2 separate regions of the Mus musculus genome follow, and region 1 is linked to region 2. Evidence: chromatin contacts called from public Hi-C data. All regions are on one chromosome and are shown on one strand. The core of a region is the stretch at or near the end of the contact, and the rest is flanking DNA. Distances in the headings are between cores, read along the strand shown.

Region 1 (7,035 bases), core at 3,685-6,184, 330 kb before region 2:
CCAGGAAGAACGACGCTGCAACAGGATCCTTCTGCACACGTTTATTCAGTCTTCATCTTTCTTCTTGTTTATATCTCCCTTGTTTATATCTCCCTTGTTTATATCTCCCTTGTTTATATCTCCCCCAAACCCTGGGCCTCTCACTCTTTTATACTCTCAGTTCCCATCCACGCACAGCAGGCCACGCCACCTCACCAGGCATGCAGCTTCAGCTAATCAGGGCAGCAGGGGCATATCTCCATCAAAATGGATTCACCGGTATCCTGGTACACCTGCGCAGCTCTCAAGATGTTTGTGGTTTATATGAGGAAGTCAGGTGCAAGTCATACGACTTAGCTGCAGTCCCTGGCGCCTTCTTGGGATTGCCGCCACACCTGCTCCTCACAGGGGGTGGGGTTACAGGTTGCCATAGCATAGCATTATCTAAGGTCATTGCATATGGCATTGTAAAGTCTCACACATCACAGTATTTACCAAGATGCAGATTTGGTGATAGACTGCATGGTTAGAAGTCTATTTAGAATGTGGTGTACCTCCCCATAAAGAGAACATGGTACTTACACATATCTGGGTGACATAAGTTTTTCAATAACTTAATAAGTTAGCAAATATGAGTGTGACTTGGTGCCTGGTCGTGACATAGTGAAGAGATGATACTGAGAGAGGTATAAAGTGGCTGAATTTGGAGTTTAGTCATACCTCTGTATGAGTCAATGTTCCTATTTTTGCAAAATCCATTTTAAGCTTAAGATTGTGCTCAATCACTGTATTTGCAGTTTTATTTTTGTCTTCTGTAGACTTGGAGAAGGTAACACTGTCATTCTCCTTACCCCGGGGACTGGAGTCGGAACCCACACTGAACCTGTTCATTACACTGTTGATCTGCCAGAGATCCTGCCCACTGTTCTATAAAGGCTACAGAAATCCCCCCAGTGTAGGCAGCATTATAGACAACAGACACTTGTTGAATTCTGTTCTACATACATTTTGAGGTTTTTTTTTTCGGGGGTTAGGGTCTGGAGTTCAGATTAGTTATTACTACTATCATTTTATATTTTCTCAGAAATAATAGAGACTGGGCATTCATATTGGATTACTCAAGGTTGTTAAATTGTTCACACTAATCCCTGTGTTTGGAGTATTTCTAATACTGGTTTTATGGATATTTACATGACTGCAGAGAATTGGAATCAAGGGCTTCTCTTTTCACTTTCTAGGTCTCATTTCGCAGACACCCTCATATCTATTGTGCCAGTTGCTATGTTTGTTATTATGACAGAGATCTGATGAAATAAAAGGGATGGATTTAGTGTGGGTCATGGTTTCATTAAGTTTCAGTTCATGATTTACTTGCCCAATGTTTTGAACCTATAGTGAGACATTATGGTTGCAAGAACATGTGGGACAAAGTTGCTCACTTAGTAGTGTCTGGGAGAGAACATATAAATATTTCATAGTGTGTGCATGCACATGTGTGTGTATGTGTGTGTGTGTGTGTGCATGTGTTTGAATATATCTGTGATTGTGTACTTCCTATTTCTCTGTCTCCTTTTTTCTCATTCAGACTCCCCAGTGTAATTGATGGCATAATGCATATTCAGAGTGTATCTTCCTTAATTCCTCCTGGAAAATGCTCTTACTTACAAACCGAGATACGTGCTTTACTAATTTAGGCATCTCAAAATGACATCAAGCAGACATTGAAGAGTAACTATCGCATCTAATAAATGTGCTGCGTATTAAATCCTCCAAATAGCACTTCATGCCTGGCACTTCACATTTGTTGGATGACTGTTGAGAATTCAGTTGATTTGTACATGAGTTGTAGAGCTAGGTATTTGAACTGAAAGCCTTGATCTATTAAGAGAATTTGTAAATTGAAGTACTGGTCTGCTCAAGTTAGGTAAAACCTGTCATTTCTAGGGATATTGTTCATGTACCAATTTATAAAGCTCTATACCATAGCTTCATTATTGGTAATGTCAAAATAAAATACCTGTCAAATAAAGATTTTCCCTGTGAACCATCACTCTAGCAACCTGGCCTTTTCTCTGGTAGACCGTAAGTATGTTGCCATTTGCTGTGTGATCTATGAGGTACAGCGGACCTAAAGGGAACAATACTGAACCAATGAAACCTTAGAAGGCTGTATGCAAGCATGAGTTAATAAGAACACTGTGATCTCCGTTTAGATAAAATGAATGGTGTGTATATGAGCTTCTGTTTGCAAAGAAATACATAGGATTGATATTTTCCTATGGATAAACTGCTAATTTAGCTTAAAAAAATCCAAAGCCATTGAAAGTCATAAAAATGTCAATCACCTTTTAAAAAATTTATCGGTAATTCTCTCTGATGCCAAAGAGAGAAGGGGGGCGTTGTTAAGCCTGAGAACGTTTATCTGGCTCTATGAAAGCAGCAATAATGTGGGAAACTTAACTTACATTTGCTCAGGGATTAGTATATCTGATCAAAGTCTAAATTCCAGATGGTTCAGAATAATAGCAAGGTGTTTTGAATTTTACCAACTTCTGTGAAGATGGGCAGATTCAACATGTAAATAATTGTGTGTGTGTGTGTGTGTGTGTGTATGCATGTGTGCCTGTACTTGAAAATCTCATTAATTTATGCTAATTATGTGCAATGTAATTTGCATGAATGTAACTAATTTCACCAAGTATTTTTTTTTTTTACTGAATGTAAGACTTCCTTTACGAGTTATTGCTTGTGTTTTTTTTTCCAGACTTTTGCTCCTGATTAAATTCTAAATTTCTGTAAGTCTACATAAGCTTAGATGAGCTTTAAGTGAGTGTCAAGATTTCTCTAAGAGGTTTGACATAATCAAAATGCACTCTTGGGTGAATTGTTTTCTTCAGTTAGATCAGACTCAACATGATTGGAGCATGTTCTCTACTTTCAAGAATATGCTTCCAAGGTCCAAATGTGGATGCTTCAGTCCTACTTAGAAGGCAGAAGGAAATGATCAGAAGAGGCAGAGAGAGCGAGGAACCTGGGTGGGAGAGGAGAGGAGGATGGAAAAGGGGAGGGAACAGGATCAGGTTTGGAGGGGGACAGGAGAGAAGCCCTGAGGCCAGGAGAATGAGTGGAAATAGCCTTGAGGGGTGAGAGATGGGGGACCCTCTGGAAAGTACCAGAGACCCAGGAGGTGAGAGACTCTCAGGACTCAATGGGGGGTGACCTTAGCCAAAATGCTGAAAATTGGGGAGAGGGAACTTGAAGAGTCCACCTCCAGTATATAGACAGGGCCTCAAGTGGAGGGACTGGTTACCAATCCGCAGTCAAAATATCTGACCCAGAATTGTTCCTGTCTAAAAGAACTGCAGGGATAAAAGTGGAGAAGAGACTGAGGCAGTCCGAAATGGCCCAACTTGGGATCCATCTCATGGGGGGTGGGCACCAAGGCCTGACACTATTACTGATGTTATGATGTGCTTATCGACAGGAGCCTGGCATAGCTGTCCTCTAAGAGGCCCTACTAGCAATCTACTGAGACAGATGGACGGATACTTGCACCTAACCATTGGACTGAAGTCGGTTGAATTAGGGGAATGATTGAAGAAACTGGAGGACAAAGTGATTGTATAGGAAGACTAGCAGTCTCAATTAATCCAAACTCCAGGGAGCTACCAGAGACTGAGCTAGCAACCAGGAGCATACAGGGGCAGTCTGAGATCCCTGGCCTAGATATAGCAGAGGAGGGCTTGGTCTGGACTTAGTGGGAGAAGATGCACTTAATCCTTGAGAGACTTGAGGCCCCAGGATATGGGGAGGTCTGGTGGGGGGAGCACCCTCTCAGAGGCAAGGGGGAGGAGGAATGGGATGAGGAGCTGTGGGAGGGGGGACTGAGCAGAGGCAATGACTGGAATGCAAATAAATAAAATAATTTTTAAAAAGAACATGCTTCTGCTTCAATAAATCAAAGCTGAAATACTTTAGTACCCACTTTTGAAGTCTAAAAGAAGGCTCAGTTACCCAGCATTGATGATACACTAATCTAGCATTTCTTAATTGCATTTCCAGAATCGTATTTTCTTTTGTTGTATTTCAAAAATATTTAAAATTTTTCAGAATTTTAAAAATAATTGTTAAATCAAAAAAATTGAAAGTAAAATATCTGGGCCTAATTTTAAATCAGAACATTATGAATTTTTAGCAGAATCATCTTAAATAGCAATCACATGTTTGACTTGTGTGAGGGGGGAATACTGAGGCTAGTTTAGTTGCTGGGTTTCACTCAAAGTGTTACAAAAGCAACTGTTGTACAATTCTTCATTATTTTTTGGTCTGGCTTCTACAGAATAGTTCAGTATAGTCTTTGCAATTTCAATTAACTTGTGATTTATGTTAAGAATTATAACTTGATGTACTTTATGTTTTCCTTAGACAACTCAATTAGACGAATAGAGTTTATTACATTTTGTATTCAATAATTTTTATTCTTAAATAGAGAGTTTTACACAATGATGACAAAATGGTTCTTTTTAAAGAGGACTTTTTTTTTTAAGGGTGCTTTTGTAGGGAAAAATTACACACTTCCTTGTGTTACACGGCAAGCATCCTGTGTGTTATTTAGAGATCCTTTATCATGGAGGGTGGTCCAGTAGTGATTTACCAGGGGGAAAAAGGAGTGTACAAAATTTAATTATTTTTGACCTCAAATAATTATATGCCACTAAACTAATTAAAGAGCCAATTAACAATGGACCACTAATGGGCAGTCTGCTCTTGCATGAGTCACTTCTCCATTCACAAAGAATAAGTGATTTATAGTAGAAGCAACTTGTGAAGGATGTTTTGGGGGATAACTATTGCTGTCATTGCTATGTTAAATCACAGGCCAACTTCTGGATAAAAAGAGACAGGCTTATCATGAGCCAGGAAAACAGCAGCCCCAGCCTGATAGCTTTGAGTCAAGGCCTTGTTTCAGAGCTATGACTCAGTGTGGGGTAGCTGGGAGCTCTGTTCTCAGCTCTTTCCAATCCAGCTATTCAGTTCCTAATGTTCAGGTTGCGTGCCTCATACCGATTATTTTTTTGTGAAGTCCATCACAGTCGGCCTTATTTTTCTCCAGAGCATTCATCTTCATTTCCAAGTGAATGAAGGGGCATTTCAGTGGTACCACTGTCTGCGAGGCAGTGTTAATAGTTCGACCAAGAAAACAACTGCAGAAAGGACTAGAGGGATGTGAAACTCTCATACACAGAAAGCCTTTTCATATGTGCCAGTGTGGACTATTCAGATGTTTGTGGGGACAAATTTATTTTTATGGTGAGAATTAAAATACCCACAAATATAAACAAATATAAACACGCATTATTATCGAGCGGATGTTTTTATTTTCAGTCTGTCAAAATTTGTAATTTATGACTGCTTTTATGAGTTCATTTTTTTCTTGTGACTAAACCATGAAACATTTTTTTATTGCTTTCTTATTCAACAACCTACAGATGAATATAATTATTGGGTAAGAAGCAGCAATTGGGAGCTGGAGAGAGGATGAGGCCAGCAGCAGGGTCTGAGGTAGAATCCTGGGCGGACATCCATGTAAAATCCCCGGTGTGGTAGGTGCTCCTGCTTGTAAGTGCGGTGCTCTGGGAGGTGGAGACAGGAGTTTCACTGTGTCTTGCTGACCGCCATTCTAGTTCCATGTTCAGTGGGTGGGACTACACCGTAAAGAAAAGAAACGGATAGTGATAGGGTTCTCCATCTGGCTTCTACATACTCACAGGGACGCAGGCACACATGTTTGTATTGAATCTCTCTCTCTCTCTCTCTCTCTCTCTCTCTCTCTCTCTCTCACACACACACACACACACACACACACACACACACACACACACACGGGGAGTACAATAACAGATAAGTTGTTGCTATATTATTATTACATTTTTGTCAACCATAGCACAGTTGAGACAAGAAATGATTGGGACCTATGTACAAACAAGCAGGGATTATGGTGCCTCGGAAAAAGCTATACTTTGGGTGGCAGCCCTGCCATTCCAAGGAGCAGACTAGAAGTACTATGCTTAGAAATGGGCAAAAATGGAAACTCAGATGTTTGTGTGGCTTCCATGGGCTTTTTAAGATTGAATACTAATGTACCAGTTTTTAGACATCATGCAGACAGACAACCAGCTTTCAGGCTGTTTAGGACTCTTGGGCTGCCAGGCTGTAAACTCTGATTTTATCTTAGAGGATTTAACTTACTTTATTTCATGTGAATTTCCTTAGAAGTAGTCCTCATTTTCTTCTCACTCCCCTTTTTATTTAAAAAGGTTATATAATATAATATAATTCGATCCCCCAACTTCTAGGTTCTTCTCACCCCATTTCTCACTTCATCTCTGTCTCTGTCTCTATCTCTATCTCTGTCTCTGTCTCTCTCTCTCTCTCTCACACACACCCCAAAACACAAAAAGAAAAGCAAACAAAAAATCAACAAAAAAAGACACCCCAAAATGAAACAAAAAGTGCCTCCCAAAATCCCATGGAGTTTGCTTTAGCACTCTAAAGTCAGGGCCAACTATTTCACTTATACCCTCTTGCATGTGATGTGTTACAATATGTTAGATATTGTTAGTGCTTTGTAGGGGAGAAAAGAGATGCTTAGAGTAGCATTGATTAACCCCAGTGAATCATCACAAGTTGACAGAGCTCATATTTTCTCCATAGAAATTTTGGACTTTTAAAATTAACTTACACTGTGAATTCTAAGCTTCTAAATTCATAGATTGGAGTCCAAACTCCTACCATGTATGGGTAGTTAGAGACCTTTTAAAAGGTAACTGGTGTTGAATAGAGCTCTAAGCACTGGTGACTGATAAGAAAATCCCAGGAGTGTGTATGTGCAGAGAAGACACCTCCGAGAAGATCATCCACAAACCAGGACAAGGGTCTGCAGAGATACCAACCTCATAGGCAACTGGACCTCGGGCTTCTAGCTGCCATCCCTATGAAAATGGGAATTGTGCTGTTTAAGCAAAAGAAAGAAAAATGACAGTTGCTTCCTTCTTT
Region 2 (6,663 bases), core at 314-2,813:
GCAGCAATAAACCCCTCCCACCTGCCCTGTCAGTCTGCCACGCACCATAGGAGAGGGGCATCTTGTGGTGTGGCAGCAAACTGGGCAGAAAGCAGCCATTGCTCCATGGGGATATTAGGGGTGAGGATCAGGGTGCCAGACATGGCTAAATGACTGAAGACAGACATTATGGCCTGCCTAAAAGCAGAGAAGAAAATAAGACAAAAATCCCACCGTACCTCCTCTAACAGGTAGTTTTACTATCTAGATTCTAGACTCTAGAAAAATCAAAAAGTACATTTCATCCCTTGGAATTCTAGGACTGTCTTTTACAACCTCCCTTCTTTGCTTGGAAAACAGCTGCCTGTAAACCAAAACTTCCTCCAGCCCTGAGGGCACATAACATGTGTCCCCTTTCTCTTCCATTCTTATGCATAACGGAACCATCTTAAAGAATAAGTGTTAGGACTCAGGATTGACTCGTGGTTTCTAAAATCTAGAAGTTTCTTACTGGACAGCTTTCGATATCAGCTGTTAAATGTGAATGAAAGTGTGCATGTAAAACCACATCCTGCTGCATCCTTCATGCCATTGTCTTTAATATTCCATTTGTGTCCTATTGCCATCAGAATCTGTACACCTGATGCGTAAAACAGAGATACGCTTTTAGCTCCTAAAATGCTGTACTCTGGTATATCAAACTGTAACTAAGTAGACACTTGATTCCCTATTCAGAACCCAATTATTTAATAGTGCTTTGAAAGAAAGAGAACTTTAATTTTTATAAAGTAAAATAAAAAAAATAATAACATAGTCATTCAAGTGTAAAAATACCAGCATTTGAGACAGACAGCTTAGTGCCACACCTCACCGAAGCTTGTTTTATTTAAGTCAAACAACTCTAAATGTTGATGTGTTTAGAAGCCACTTTTTATATGACTTCAAACATTAATATGGTTATATGGCAATGTAATGTTTTAAATTACTAAACTTGTAGAAATATGATGATCAAATGAGTAGTGAAAAACATTTCTTTCCAGTGTATGCTACAAACTCAATAAAGAACGGCTAAAATGTATTTTTTTTAATTTTTATGATTCCATCCAGATTCCATTCCAGTTACCTTGGCAGATAACTGACACTGAATTTCTAGTAACGTATGCCAAGGCTGAAACATCCTTAACTATTCTTAGGCTCCAACACTATGCTAATGCAACAAATAAATACAATTTCCCCCTTTTCAAGACACTCATATCATAAGTATTCTCTTTTACTGTGTGTTGCCTTCTTCTATTGACTCATGTGACAAACCAAATAGCAAATGACATTTGTTTGCTTCAGATAGATGTGACAAACTTAGTGGTGTCTGCTATTTCTTTGACGTCCTAAAAGACACGACATCGATGTTCCATGTTTCTAAAGTAAATTCACTTTAAATTGTTTATTGATGCTGAAGTTCTTACAAAGATGCACACTATGAGCAAATGCTTTAGCTGACAACTCAAAAAAACAACATGCTTCGTGGAGCCTGAAACCCTGCTTTGGCTTAGAAAGAATCATAGTTTCGATTTGCCGTGAGAGTGAATGACTCAGCCTGGAAGATTGTTCGGCTCAGCCTAGCTGGGGTCATAGTAGAAGTGGCTGGCAATGTTTGTAAAATAGAAGAATCTTTCCTTGTGCATGACTACAATCCATTCAAGAAACAAGTATAATTCTTACCCATGAAACCAAAGTCAGCACTCCTAAGAAACCAAGTAAATACATTAAGGGAATAATCGAACGAAAGAACATCTAGAGAAAGTGGTAGATTCTTTCAAGCAAGTAAGAAAGAGTAGCAAAGGTTTGTTTTCGGTAGTGTATTTCAAGAGATAAGATGATTGACTTTTTTCTCCTAGATTTTTAATTTGAAAAATGCCAAACATATAAGCAGATTACACAACTAAAACCAACATACCTTAAGGGTATCCATTTTTAAATATCTTGCTTCATTTATCATCTCTCTCTCTCTCTCTCTCTCTCTTTCTCTCTCTCTCTCTCTCTCTCTCTTTCCCCTCCCTCCCTCCTTCCTTCCTTCCCTCCCTCTTAGTCTTCTCTGAGATATATTAGAGAGAGAGTAGAGAGAGGGAGACAAGCAAGCTGTTTTGGATGACATATTTGAAACTTTCCTACAGTGGCCATAACTCCTTAGTTCTGTCTGTCCCTTGAATAAGAACACCTTGCTTCAAAATCATCACACTATCAATCACAGTCCTTCCTCAATAGCTTGTGGGTTCGTTTTTAAATTCAACATTCAATCAAGCATTACAGAATATACAGAATTATACATTTAAGTGGGTCTTTAGACTTTTTAATCTGAAATGAGTTTTCACCATGATGAAATAAGAACACAATATTTTGAATATTAGTCTCAAGGCTGATCAATTAATATTGGCAGTAAATAATGGCAGTAAATAATTAGGAAAGTGACTTCTAAGACCTATTGTTATTTTTGGCCAAAAAATATGTTATCATTTCACCAGGAACTCTCCTTCCAACTCATCTAACTTCAAGTGATGTAGGGGGAAATATTAATTAACTAATGAATTACAGCATATTTGCAACTAGTAGCTTAAAGCACATAGACACCCATATATCACATTTAGCTCTTTAAACTCATCCCCAAAAACAAATTGGTGGTCAATCTTTTGTGTGTGACTCAAAGTTAATATTAATATTATTGAAAGAGAACAGGCAGCCAAACATGTAATATTTATTGTCCTTTTCTCCTTAAAGTCATTTTTGTAACAATTTGAACACATTCCAACAAAAGTTGGGTAAATACTTTTAGCAAGCACTGTTACATTAAATTTATATTTATTCCTTGACTATTTCCCTTCTTCTCAGTTGTTAGATTTTAAGAAAAGTATGTTTGTTGAAAACAACTTACTACTAATTCACTTCTTCAAGAAAAGTCTTCACATTATTAGAAGTGTAGCACTAAAGCACAACCAAACCACCGCATGATGACATCTTACAAATTTAATGTATCACATTCAGATGTTATGTCAAAGCATGCATTTCAACTTTGTATGTATGATAAAATGAAGACTCATTTATTAGTATTTATGACCATACATGTCAATATCTGTTCATAATGGAATAAACATATTCCAAGTACATATATGTGCACTAAAGTTATTTTCTAAATCTTGTGACAAATAGATGAAATGTTTTGTTTCATTTAAAGGCAATTCTTTAAAAGGAAAAATGCAATCATACTGAGAGACATGCAATGGAAATATCACTTCCTGCTTCTAATTTCTCCCTGAAACTAATGAAGTCAATCAGAAATAAACTATTTTAGTGTGAAGGTACCGGGCAAAGACAAGAGCATGGACAGTTAGGGGATTTCTATTGCCACCTAGCGTCTAACTTTATAATGGACTGATTTCTGAACATGGAAACAGTCCTATAATCTGGAACAGATTCTTTGAATGAAAAAAGTAATTATGAAAGTCGATGCTCACAGTCAGCTATGGGATGGATCACAGGGCCCCCAATGGGGGAGCTAGAGAAAGTACCCAAGGAACTAAAGGGATCTGCAACCCTATAGGTGGAACAACATTATGAACTATCCAGTACCCCAGAGCTCTTGACTCTAGCTGCATATGTATCAAAAGATGGCCTAGTCGGCCATCACTGCAAAGAGAGGCCCATTGGACTTGCAAACTTTATATGCCCCAGTACAGGGGAACGCCAGGGCCAAAAAGTGGGAGTGGGTGGGTAGGGGAGTGGAGGGGAGGGTATGGGGGACTTTTGGGATAGTATTGGAAGTGTAAATGAGGAAAACACCTAATAAAAATATTTTAAAAAGTAATTATGACACTTTTCAATCAAATAATTTCTTAGTTCTTTAAAAGCAACCCACTATTTCTTTATGAACCAGTAGTTATGTGAAGATAATTTTGCACCATTAATTAATTTAATATTTATTCATCTAAAATTCTGATTGCTGGCCCCACTTCCCCGTCCCTCCTCACAGGGCAGGGTCCCTCTTCCCCTTCTTCTCTGAGAGGGTGGGGTGCCCCTGGGCACAGATAGTTTTTAAAATCACATAACAAAGACAAAAGTTTATGGCAACTGTGCATTCTCTCTCTCTCTCTCTCTCTCTCTCTCTCTCTCTCTCTCTCTCTCTCTCTCTCTCTCGTGTGTGTGTGAGTGTTTGTGTGCACGCACTTTAGTGTACACATTCTGTATGTAAGTGCATTCATGTGTGTGTGTGAGTCGAAAATCAATGTAAGTGGTCATTCTTCAGGTGGCTTCTACCTCTTTTTTATTTCTTTTTGAAAAGAGTCTTAATATAAGCATGAGGCACGATGCCTAGCATTGACTTGTTAGCATGCGCTCTGAGCATCAATCCCAGTGCTCTGTGTCTATACAGCATGCACTTTATTCACTGGGAACTGTTCATAGCTGCCAAATAGCATTTTGTTATTTTTTAGATATAACAATATATAAATTATTAGAATATAATTTTTGAAATTTAATAGTTTGTATGCCATTGTAAAAACAACTCAGTTTTCTTCCCAGCAGCGTAAAGGCTCAACAACTTACGGATATAAGAAACCATATTTAAGTAGTTCTAGCAGCACCATGAAAAGATCCCAGTGAATGTTTCTGGAAATACAGCTCAGTGGTGTGATAGTCTGATTCAACAGACACTTTAGTAGTCACTTACTATCCAAGTCAAGAGCATAATGCAGTAATGCAGATTACAACTCTCAGGAGTGATGTAACGTGGTGTTTTACTGGTCTACAGTAGGACGGTCAAAGTCACCTTCTTTATAAATGGATGTTAGCAGTTGGCCCAGAAGTGCCATTCTCCAATGTTCCCCTAAAAGTCGAGTTGAACTATCTCACCCTTCTTTTATCTAATATGGGGCAGACTGAAAAGGCTCATCGAGGTGATAACCACCTCTCCTCTAAGAATCAACTTCACAATTTGACTTTGGCAAACTGTCCACACTGAACGACTTATCTGCATGTGAGGTTCCCCATCACAGTCATGGCTACTCTGTTTAATTTTGACTTTTCATAATGAAACAAGTTCTGTGTGATAGCAGCAAGAGGCACATGCGTGTGAATACTTTTAAATCTTCATAGATGAGGACAGACTGCCTCTTGGCACCTCTTCTGTAAGATACACCACAAGATTAGGAGCCTTGAACAACATACAAGCTGTTATTTATTTGTTTGGACTGACTTGCAATTGTAAACATCACATATTTGGTTATGTGATCATTTTTCCCCAGAGAAGGCATGGTCTTAGGCTAGGATCTTTGAAGTTATCAATATTCACCAAAGTCAGATTTGAGTCACTGCATGTGATTAAATGCATTGATTAAAAAAAATGTGACAACTATGTTTGTACATGTAAAATATTAATTAAAAATCTGGCTCCTTTTTATAAATATGGTAACAGAAAAATGCAATAGTGCTACTGAATGATCAAAGAGGAGGAAGTGATCCCCGTAATTCTTTCTACAAAACGGGGGGTGGGAGGGATGTTAGCTAAGCAAGGTGTTGCATGCCTGTAATTCCTACACACTCAAAACAGAGGCAGGGGGACCATGAGTTCAGAACCATCATGGGCTACATCATGGGCAAGTTTGAGGCAAACCTAAAGTGTACACAAACACGACTTCAATAAAGATATTGTAGGAATAATCAAGCAACAATTATTCCTTTTAAAATGTGGGTTTTGGCTTATTTTGGTAATAAATAGCTTTCTCCAAGCTCCTTAATCTCTTGTTAGCTCTTCCACATAGACAAAGTCTCCCACAACAACCAATTAAAAATGTCAACGATGTTTCCAGCATCTCATACATATTTATTTCATCAATTCTGTCAAAGTCGTAATTTTTTAAACTTAAAATCCAATAAAAGAGGGAAAAAATGTGTCAGTAGTTTGGGCTACTGTAAAAAGAAATCTAGAGTGAAGATTTAAATCATGGAATTCTATTTTCTTACACATTTGAATGCTAGAAGCTAAGACTGGGAAGCCAGCACAGCTAGGTATGGAAGGCTATCTTCTAGGTTCTCAATTGATGGACAAAGAGCATTAAAACTAACATCTCTCTTGTAAGACAGTAATTCCATTTGTTCCATTCATGAAAGACTCACTCATGATTTATTTACTTCCCAAAGGAACACTCCCCTCAGTATGATCAAAAAAAAAAAAAAATTATATGGGGCAGGCAGTTAGCTGAGAAGAGGGGGGCTCTAAAACTATAGAAAGAGCACCCAATAGGCACTACCAGAAGATTAGAACTGCTTCAGGCTCCACTAAAGTCGCTAACTAGATGGTAAATATGGGGGCTATTTTGTCTCTGACATTTATTCTTTTCATTTGTAAAGAGATAAAAATGAGAGAAGTCCCTTTAAAAACATATCATTCTTATTTGGTTTGAGCATTCTACTTCAAAACGACTACATTATGTCCTTGTTGATATTTCTGGCTAGAAATTACTTGAGTAAATGCTTTTACTTAAGTGATCCTTTTATTAAATGATAAACTCCCAGTTAGCAAATTCTCTGCAGTACTTACTGGTTACCCATGTGTAATCTCTTTGCCTTTTAATTGTCTCTAAGGTTTTTTACACCATAACATATGATAATATAAACAACTCTCTTTTCCATTAGATT

The links. Hi-C and Micro-C count contacts between places; a contact is called where the count stands out from the background.
Region 1: a Hi-C map of the N1E-115 cell line shows a contact between it and region 2, with 4 times the contacts expected there. The contact joins two enhancer-like sites.

What each region holds. Positions count from the first base shown.
Region 1 is chr8:57,011,925-57,018,959 of GRCm38.p6, reverse strand. No RefSeq gene overlaps it. Among named protein-coding and RNA genes, the nearest start is that of Gm33501, 130 kb to the right of the region's middle. Within about 2 kb of position 4,934, at least 15 of the 459 cell types and tissues checked have an H3K27ac peak or open chromatin away from gene starts, as enhancers often do. A contact at or near this core is called in the N1E-115 cell line, where this site is marked.
Region 2 is chr8:56,679,426-56,686,088 of GRCm38.p6, reverse strand. No RefSeq gene overlaps it. Among named protein-coding and RNA genes, the nearest start is that of Fbxo8, 130 kb to the right of the region's middle. Within about 2 kb of position 1,563, at least 14 of the 459 cell types and tissues checked have an H3K27ac peak or open chromatin away from gene starts, as enhancers often do. A contact at or near this core is called in the N1E-115 cell line, where this site is marked.